2 separate regions of the Mus musculus genome follow, and region 2 is linked to region 1. The links are chromatin contacts, called in public Hi-C maps. All regions are on one chromosome and are shown on one strand. Each heading gives the region's core, a stretch centred on a gene start, on an enhancer-like site or on the middle of the called end of the contact. The rest is flanking DNA. Distances are from core to core; before and after follow the strand shown.

Evidence for each region. A called contact is a pair of places that touch in the nucleus more often than the background predicts.
Region 2: a contact with region 1 is called in a Hi-C map of cortical neurons, with 3 times the contacts expected there. The contact joins the enhancer-like site here to the promoter of Cacna2d3 in region 1. A contact is called at or near these places in 6 of 39 promoter capture datasets (the 3T3-L1 cell line, 3T3-L1-derived adipocytes, maxillary cranial neural crest and 3 more), 3 of 484 Hi-C or Micro-C datasets (cerebral cortex and cortical neurons), 2 of 115 datasets of contacts at active chromatin or transcription factors (embryonic stem cells and neural progenitor cells) and 1 of 9 other capture datasets (liver).

The regions. Positions count from the first base shown.
Region 1 is chr14:29,719,708-29,723,453 of GRCm38.p6, forward strand. Cacna2d3 (calcium channel, voltage-dependent, alpha2/delta subunit 3) reads right to left here and starts at 2,157. Exons shown (of 38, transcript NM_009785.1): 1 at 1,939-2,157; 2 at 1,165-1,246. The coding sequence starts at 2,060.
Region 2 is chr14:29,767,889-29,771,634 of GRCm38.p6, forward strand. No RefSeq gene overlaps it. Among named protein-coding and RNA genes, the nearest start is that of Gm35281, 27 kb to the right of the region's middle. Within about 2 kb of position 1,808, at least 5 of the 459 cell types and tissues checked have an H3K27ac peak or open chromatin away from gene starts, as enhancers often do. A contact at or near this core is called in cortical neurons, where this site is marked.

The DNA.
Region 1 (3,746 bases), core at 907-3,406:
ATTCAATGCCTGGCATTTTTTTTTTTCCAGCACACCTTGCTATCCTATTATTGGACAATGCCTTATTATAATATTTGAATTTCGTGTGGCAAACAGTGTCATATAATGCCCCGCAATGCTACTCTCTGAAACGGAATGCCATAAATAAAATATGGACTTGGTTACCAGGCAGCATGCGCAACACATATGGTACATTGGCCCGAAAAACACATTTTAAAATGCTTAAAAGTTAACTTAACAATTTAAGCTCTTTATACCCAGTCTCTGAGAATTGTCCCCTAAAGGCCAATCTTATTTTCTATTGTCAGGAGAATATCTGGATTAATTTGGTTCGTTTACTAGCTTGAAATTCTTTTCACCCGCTCTGGTCTCCACCCTCACCCACCCACCCACCAGCTCATTCTTTATCTTAAAGGGGATAAAGAGGGCCATATATCTCAAGATGTAATTTTAAGCTTTATGCTGCCTATTTGAATTAAAACTGATGCAACTCCTGATACCAGCCTAATAATCAATTCTCCATTCTCATTACTTTACAGAAATATATGGACGCAGACCAATTTCCTAAGTTTGTGGACCACTCTCAGAGCTTATTACCCGGCAGTGCAGCTGAGTGGAAAGATAACCACATCCATTCGCCTTATCTGTAATGATGCAATGCACCCCAGCCCTGGGTCTAGATGATTGGGGAATAATGGGATTGTAGGACTGCAGGGATGACAAACAAAGCTGCTGGTATCTCGCCAATACACTGAACCCTATGACTCCCGAGCAAGGTGGAGGCTCCGAAAACAGACGCTGCCCGCCGGATTCTGCCCCTTGGAAGAAGTTAGCATCTTTTGGCCAGGGAAGCATCTGCTCTCGCACTGAGACAGCAATACCAACAACTGCGAGAAGAGCCATGCAAACACACTGTTTCCGAGCCCCAGCCAGGACAGTGCGAGTGAGTATCCTGCTTTTCTTTGTGTTTGGAATCAAGTGTCATCTAAAAATAACCGGTTGGTAGGGAGAAGTCACTGCACAGTACAATGCCAAGAACGGGAGATCAGAGACTACTCTGATAACTGATGCAGCTCTGGGCTCACGTTTGTTTGGAAAAACTAAATCTGCCTCCATTTTCTGTGCTAGAAAAATCATCGCTGTCTGTCACCACAGAAACCTTACCTTTTGCAGAAGCTGGGAGCCCGAGTACTTGGCAGCGATGGATTTTATCTCCCCACCAAAAGCGGAGGCCCACAGCTTCACTCTATGGGGAGAAAAGAGCAGAGGGAAGAAATGTAATACCAGTGTCACCGTCACACACGCGCACACACCGGGCTGTGGCTGAAAGAGCAGGGCGATAGAACATTAAAGGAAAAAGGAAAGAAAGATTAAAAAAAAAAAAAAAAAAAAAAACTCTCTCTTACAAACTACCCGCACCAAGATGTAGAGCGCAGCGCGGGATGGGGTCCGGGGTCACCGGAGTTCAGAAGGTGTAAAGCCTGGCTCTCTAAGAAGACCACGGGCTTTCATAGAAACAATTGCCTGGTTACTTAAACACCTAAAATGAGCATCACCTGGCAAATACTACTCTGAAGAAATCCACCCATCCCCACCCCCACCCCACTTCCCGGAAAAGTAGGATGGCAAGGTAGCAGAAAAGGGGACCATTAAACAGCCCGTGGAAGTTGCAGTCTGTAAACAGGCTCTAAACTTGGCGCTGTCACTTGAGGTGAACCTCTCCAGGTCTTACTCCCCAGCCCCAGGGAAAGGGCGAGAAGGTTCCACCCTAGTCTCCCGCCACTGGGTGCTGATGCTGAGAGGCAGGTGCAAGAGGCGAGGCCCGCACCCGCCGTGGGTCCTGCCCAGCCGCACCTGCAGGCGCCCAAACTTGGGCGCCCCGGGTCTCTCTCGGGCGCTAGCCGCCCCTCCCGGGGAGTCCCAACACCAGGCACTTACACGGAGAGCGGGATCTGCTGCTCGGAGCGCACCACGTCCCCCAGAGCGGCGTAGAGAAGCGCGGTGGCTAGGAGCGCCGAGGCCCCCCGGGACGCGCAGCACAGCGAGCCCGGCCCGGCCATCCTGGCGGCGGCGGCGGCGGCGGCGACTGGAGCGGCCGCGGAGAGCTGCGCCGGGCGGGCGGTGGGCGAGCGCGCTGGGCTGCCTGCTCCGCCGCGCGCCGCCCCTCCTGCCTCTCGCGCGCCCGGCTCACTTGGGGAGCAGGGGGGGGGGGGAAGCAGCGGGGTACGGGGGGAGGGGAGGGGAGGGCGGAGAGGAGGCGGGAGGGAGCACTGGGGAGTAGGCAGGCGCGGGAGGAGGGAGCGAGACGCGCCTCTTGCCGCGGCAGCTGCCCAGCCCCGCCTCGGCGGCCCCGGGGAGTCCGGCGAGCCGCGGCGGGAGGGCGGGAGGCGCCTCGCGGGCGGAGACTCGCAAACTCAAGTGTCCTTGGCCGCCACGGCTCGTGCCTCGCCCGGTCCGGCCCACTGCGGCCGCTGAGTTCTTTACAACTCCGCAGTCCGCCGCCACGGGCGCGACTCTCGGGTGGCCCCGGGCGGTCCCCAGGCCCTGGCGACCGGAGCGGAATGGGGGTGGGCGGCTCGGGAGCGAGGCCGAGGACCCCGATGCTCCACACTTTGCCAGTAGTTGATCTGGTCAGGAGCCCCGGGGACTGGTCAGGGGCGTTGTGGTGGGGGGCTGCGGAGCCTAGAGGTGGTGCGACCCCCTCCCGATTCCCCTCACGGTTCCTTGGGAAGAGGCAGAAGTCTGGAAGAAGCCAGCGGGCGGCGGCAGCGGCAGTGGACCGGCTCGTATAGCGGCAGAACGGGCTGGGGATGGGACAAGGGGGTCGGGTTCTAGGGAGTGCACCGCGGCGTGGCCGCCCATCGCTGCTCCACCGCCGCGGCGACTGGAGGAAAGCGCGGAGGGTGGCGCTGCAGTCGCGGCGCGGGCACCCGGCGGCCGCACAGCTACCGCTGGCGTTCCGGACCACGGGCCGGGGTGCTTTCAAGCCTACTGAAGCTCGGGGTCCGGGGTCCGCACTGCTACACGGTGCACCCAGGGACCAGGATGCCCGGGCGGGAAAGGAAGCAAACGCAGCGGAAAGTCCAACCTGACCGGCAGACACCCTTAATTCTGCGGGGGGAGGAGGGGGGTTCAGATTGCTCCGAGCACGGAGGTTCCGCACACCAGCCCCCGCCCGGGAAGAGGCAGCTGAGCGCGGGCGAGGCTTCTGAATACCCACAGGGAAAGCCCCAGGATGTCTCTTTTGCCGCGGCCCCACCCTTAGAAAAACCTTGTCCCCCATCCTCGTTCAAGCTCTAGGGTGTGACTAGGAACTTTGTGGAGCCCTCGCGCGGGCTGACGGTAAAGACCCGAGTGAGGCTGAGTCATCCTCGCCTGGCGGAGCAAACTCGGGCGACCTGGGGCAGCCGTGCGCTCCTGACCTCGCCTAGTCTCCGAACGCGCCCCCGCCGCCTCGGTTCTCCTTATGTGCATGTATTTCCGCCTCTGGGATTTACAGGGGTTCTCCCCCCCCCCCACACCCACACCCTACCTAGTTCTTTGCACTCAATTGCAGAGAACTGAGTAAGGGTAGGGGTAGTATCCGGCTAGGATCCAGCATGGCTCTCCCTCACAGCAGTCTCCGGAAAAGTTATCTTGGTGGTGAACGGTTTGGATTACTGAGTCGAATGTGAGGGGCTCGTTGCCAGGCTTTTTTCTGAGTACTGGTAGACCCCAGCCTCCGTGGGCTTAAGGCCAGTCACACA
Region 2 (3,746 bases), core at 558-3,057, 48 kb after region 1:
CACTAACCAATAAACGGATGCCTGGCCAAGCATGGCTCCCAGGGATGTAGAAGGAATTATATACCCTAACTAGACCATATAAAAAACACACAATCTAGCTATTTTATTATAAGTTCTGAGCCTAGATTGGGCAGATTTTGAACTATTCTAACTTACATCCCAGTTATAAGGCCCTTGTTACTGGCTGTTTCTTCTAGCCATGTGCTCATGGTCCGTCTCCTCTCATGGCGGCTTTCTTGGTCTCCTTTCTTCTTCTCCCTCTTTACCGTGACCCCTAGCCAAGTAACTAAAACCCCATCCACCTCAATCCTAGGCTTTTTAGTGACTAGTTAACTTGGGGAGTGAGCTTACATAGCACGGTGCATAACAAGGTTACACATCAAGTAACTACTTGGTGTACATGAGGATCTTCTCATGGGGGGCAGGCAACTGGATCTTGGGGCCCAGTATTTAGCATCTGAATACATAGTAGCACGAGACCAACCCCAACACATGGGCCCATTCATATTGTAACTTCAGGGGCCTATGCAGCAGCTCTGAAGTAGCATATATATGTTCATCCAGACAGCAGCTAGGCAATTGGGCACCATGGCAATGGGTCCAGGAGTTGGCAGGCAATGTTGAATTAATCTTTAGGGTTGAATTCTCCCACACCAGCACCCTAATAGACCTACTAGATTTTGCTGAGGAATGGGTTTTAAGTAGATAGTGTTGAGCAAGGCTGTCCCTAAACTTCGATAGGAACTGAGGCCACAAATGGAAGCCTGTAAATTACAGGCTGGCTGGGCAGTGGTGGAGCACACCTTTAATCCCAGCACTTGGGAGGCAGAGGCAGGCGGATTTCTGATTTTGAAGCCAGCCTGGTCTACAGAGTGAGTTCCAGGACAGCCAGGGCTACACAGAGAAACCCTGTCTCAAAAACCAAAACCAAACCAAAACAAAACAAAACAAAAAAGTTACAGGCTGGGTAGGTGGCTCAGTTGGTAAAGCACCTACCATGCAAGCATGAGAGGACCAGAGTTTCAATCCCCAGCACCCACTTAAAAAGCCAGGCACAGTGGGATGTGGCTGGAATCCTAGGGCTGGGGAGACAGACGTAGGAGGATCCCTGGGACTAGCTGGCCAATCAGCCTAGCCAGAGAGCTCCATGTTCAGTTGAGTGACCTTGTTTAAAAATATAATGTGGAAGGCATGTGGTGTTATCTTCTGTTCCTGCAACACACAAATACCCATGCAACACATCATGGACACAGGGGGGGGGGGAGGGAGGGGGAGGGGGAAAGGGAGAGGAAGAGGGGAAGGGAGATGCCTAGCTATACATTCAACAGGTCTGATGTGGTTTCGAGTTCATCCATCTAAAACACAGGTATAGTTGGTCTCAATGCAAACGTACACTCATTCCCTATAGAATTACGTATTCATCTCTGAGCACTAAAAATATAGGTACCTTAAATAAGAGACAGATTCATGCCAACCCAATGTTTCCATAGGCTGCTACTCTGTTGTTCATAACATACAGAAACAGACTCTATGGCAGAAGGGCTATGTTACCTTTCTAGAAAAAAAGAAAAACCCACAGTATGAAACTATCATTCTGCTTAGCATCCAGGTATTCAACATACAATGAATGAAAACATATTCAAGCTTAGATTAAAACTCTAAGGTCTCTTTGTTCGGGATGTGTGACATATGGGCAAATGTGTAAGTTTTCACTGACTGTAATATTCATGGAATATCTGACTAATGTCTTTCTCCTCCATGGCGTTCTCCCAGGCACTGAGTCTATTTTCTATTCCAGGACCAAGCACAACGGCAGGAGCCTAACGCCTCTATAAATACACACTCAAATTGAATGCCCCTAAATGTAGGCACAGTGCCCCACTCTGAAAGCTTGGTAGCTTAATGAATCCTTCATTTTTTTTCCCACAGGAGGAACTTATTAAAATGAGCAGTGGATGAAGAATTGGAGCTCATAAACTCCCCCCTGGTTCCTGTGCTAACTCTGTGGCCTTGGGCAAGTCACTAACCTCTCTGGGCTTCCTTAGTTTTCTCTCTTTAACATCATTTACTTCTATTGCTCTGCCCACTTCATACAGTTGCTCTTGAGGTCACAAATGCTATGAATGAGTCATTTGTATTATGTGGATGACATCATCTTCAGCCCCAGTAGGACACAGGCCTGTGTGTTCAGGGATTTTAGACTGTCTTGACTGACAGTTCCATGTTCCTCTATATGTTGGCAACTCAATAGCAACTGAATAAACTAACTGTATTCAAGGATTGCCATGGAGTCCAGTATCAAAGCAACTCACACCATGACCTTGAGGTGACCACCCCAAAAGGCCAGAGGCAGGCAAATCCATACCTCTGGTAGACCTTTCAAAACATGACCTTTCTAGAACCTCCCACAATAATCATTTCTATCACCTCCACTTTTGATGCAGACATGGAACCATTGCCTTGCAGTTGAGGCACACCCAAAGGATGCCTATGAGGAAGATGAAAATATTATTAAAATAATTTTCTTTCCATCCTTCCTGCTTCTCAATGTGGGGAGCCGCCCTCACATTCGCTGTTGCAAGATGGCGCTGACATCCTGTGTTCTAAGTGGTAAACATAATCTGCACACGTGCAGGGGCAGTTTTCCCGCCATGTGTTCTGCCTTTCTCGTGATGACAACTGGGCCGATGGGCTGCAGCCAATCAGGGAGTAATACGTCCTAGGCGGAGGATAATTCTCCTTAAAAGGGACGGGGTTTTGCCATTCTTTTTCTCTCTCTTCTCTTGCTTTCTTGTTCTTGTTCTTTCTCTTGCTCTGGCTCTTGCTTCTCTCTCTTGCACTCTTGCTCTCTTGCTCTCTTGCTCCTAAAGATGTAAGCAATAAAGCTTTTGCCGCAGAAGATTCTGGTTTGCTGCGTCTTTCCTGGCCGGTCTCGTGAACGCGTGTAAGAGTTGGTGCTGAGACCCGGGACGAGAAGACCTGGGACGAGAAAACCCGGACGGAAACTACCATCACACCGGCGCAAGGAAGATCCCTCATTCCGGAACCAGAACTGCGGGTCATGGTAATGAAGTGTTCCCGTAAAACAGACTGTTGAGAAGGATTCAACTGCGTGGATTCAGAACTCTTCAGCTGGGGAACGGTGGTAATGAAGTGTTCCCGCAAAACAGACTGTTGAGAAGGATTCAACTGCGTGAATTCAGAACTCTTCAGCTGGGGAACAGGGTACCCGTAAGTATAGCTTTGCAAGGTACATCTGGCCTTGAACTTTCTAATGAAATTCAAGACAGTCTATCAGAAGTAAAGTGGGAAATAGCTTTACAAGGTAAGTCTGGCCTTGAACTTTCTAATGAAATTCAAGACAGTCTATCAGAAGTAAAGTGGGAAATAGCTTTACAAGGTATGTTTGGCCTTGAACTTTTTCTAGTGTTAGGAGCCTTTTTGTTCCTTTTCACATGTTATCAAGCGGTTAAGGCAGGGCTGAAAATTCTGGATGAAATTCAGGGCAATCTATCAGAAGTAAAGCGGGGAGAGAGAGTAGGAGCAAAGAGGAAATATGGTTCACAAAATAAGTATACAGGCCTTTCCACGGGTCTTGAACCTGAGGAAAAGTTTAGGTCAGGTAAGAATACCTGGGGAGAGATTAGAAGGAAGGAGAAGGAAAAAGAAAAGAAAAAAGATCAATCAGCGGAGGTTTCTAGGAGAAGGAGCCTATACTCATCACTAGATGAGCTCAAGGAGCCAGT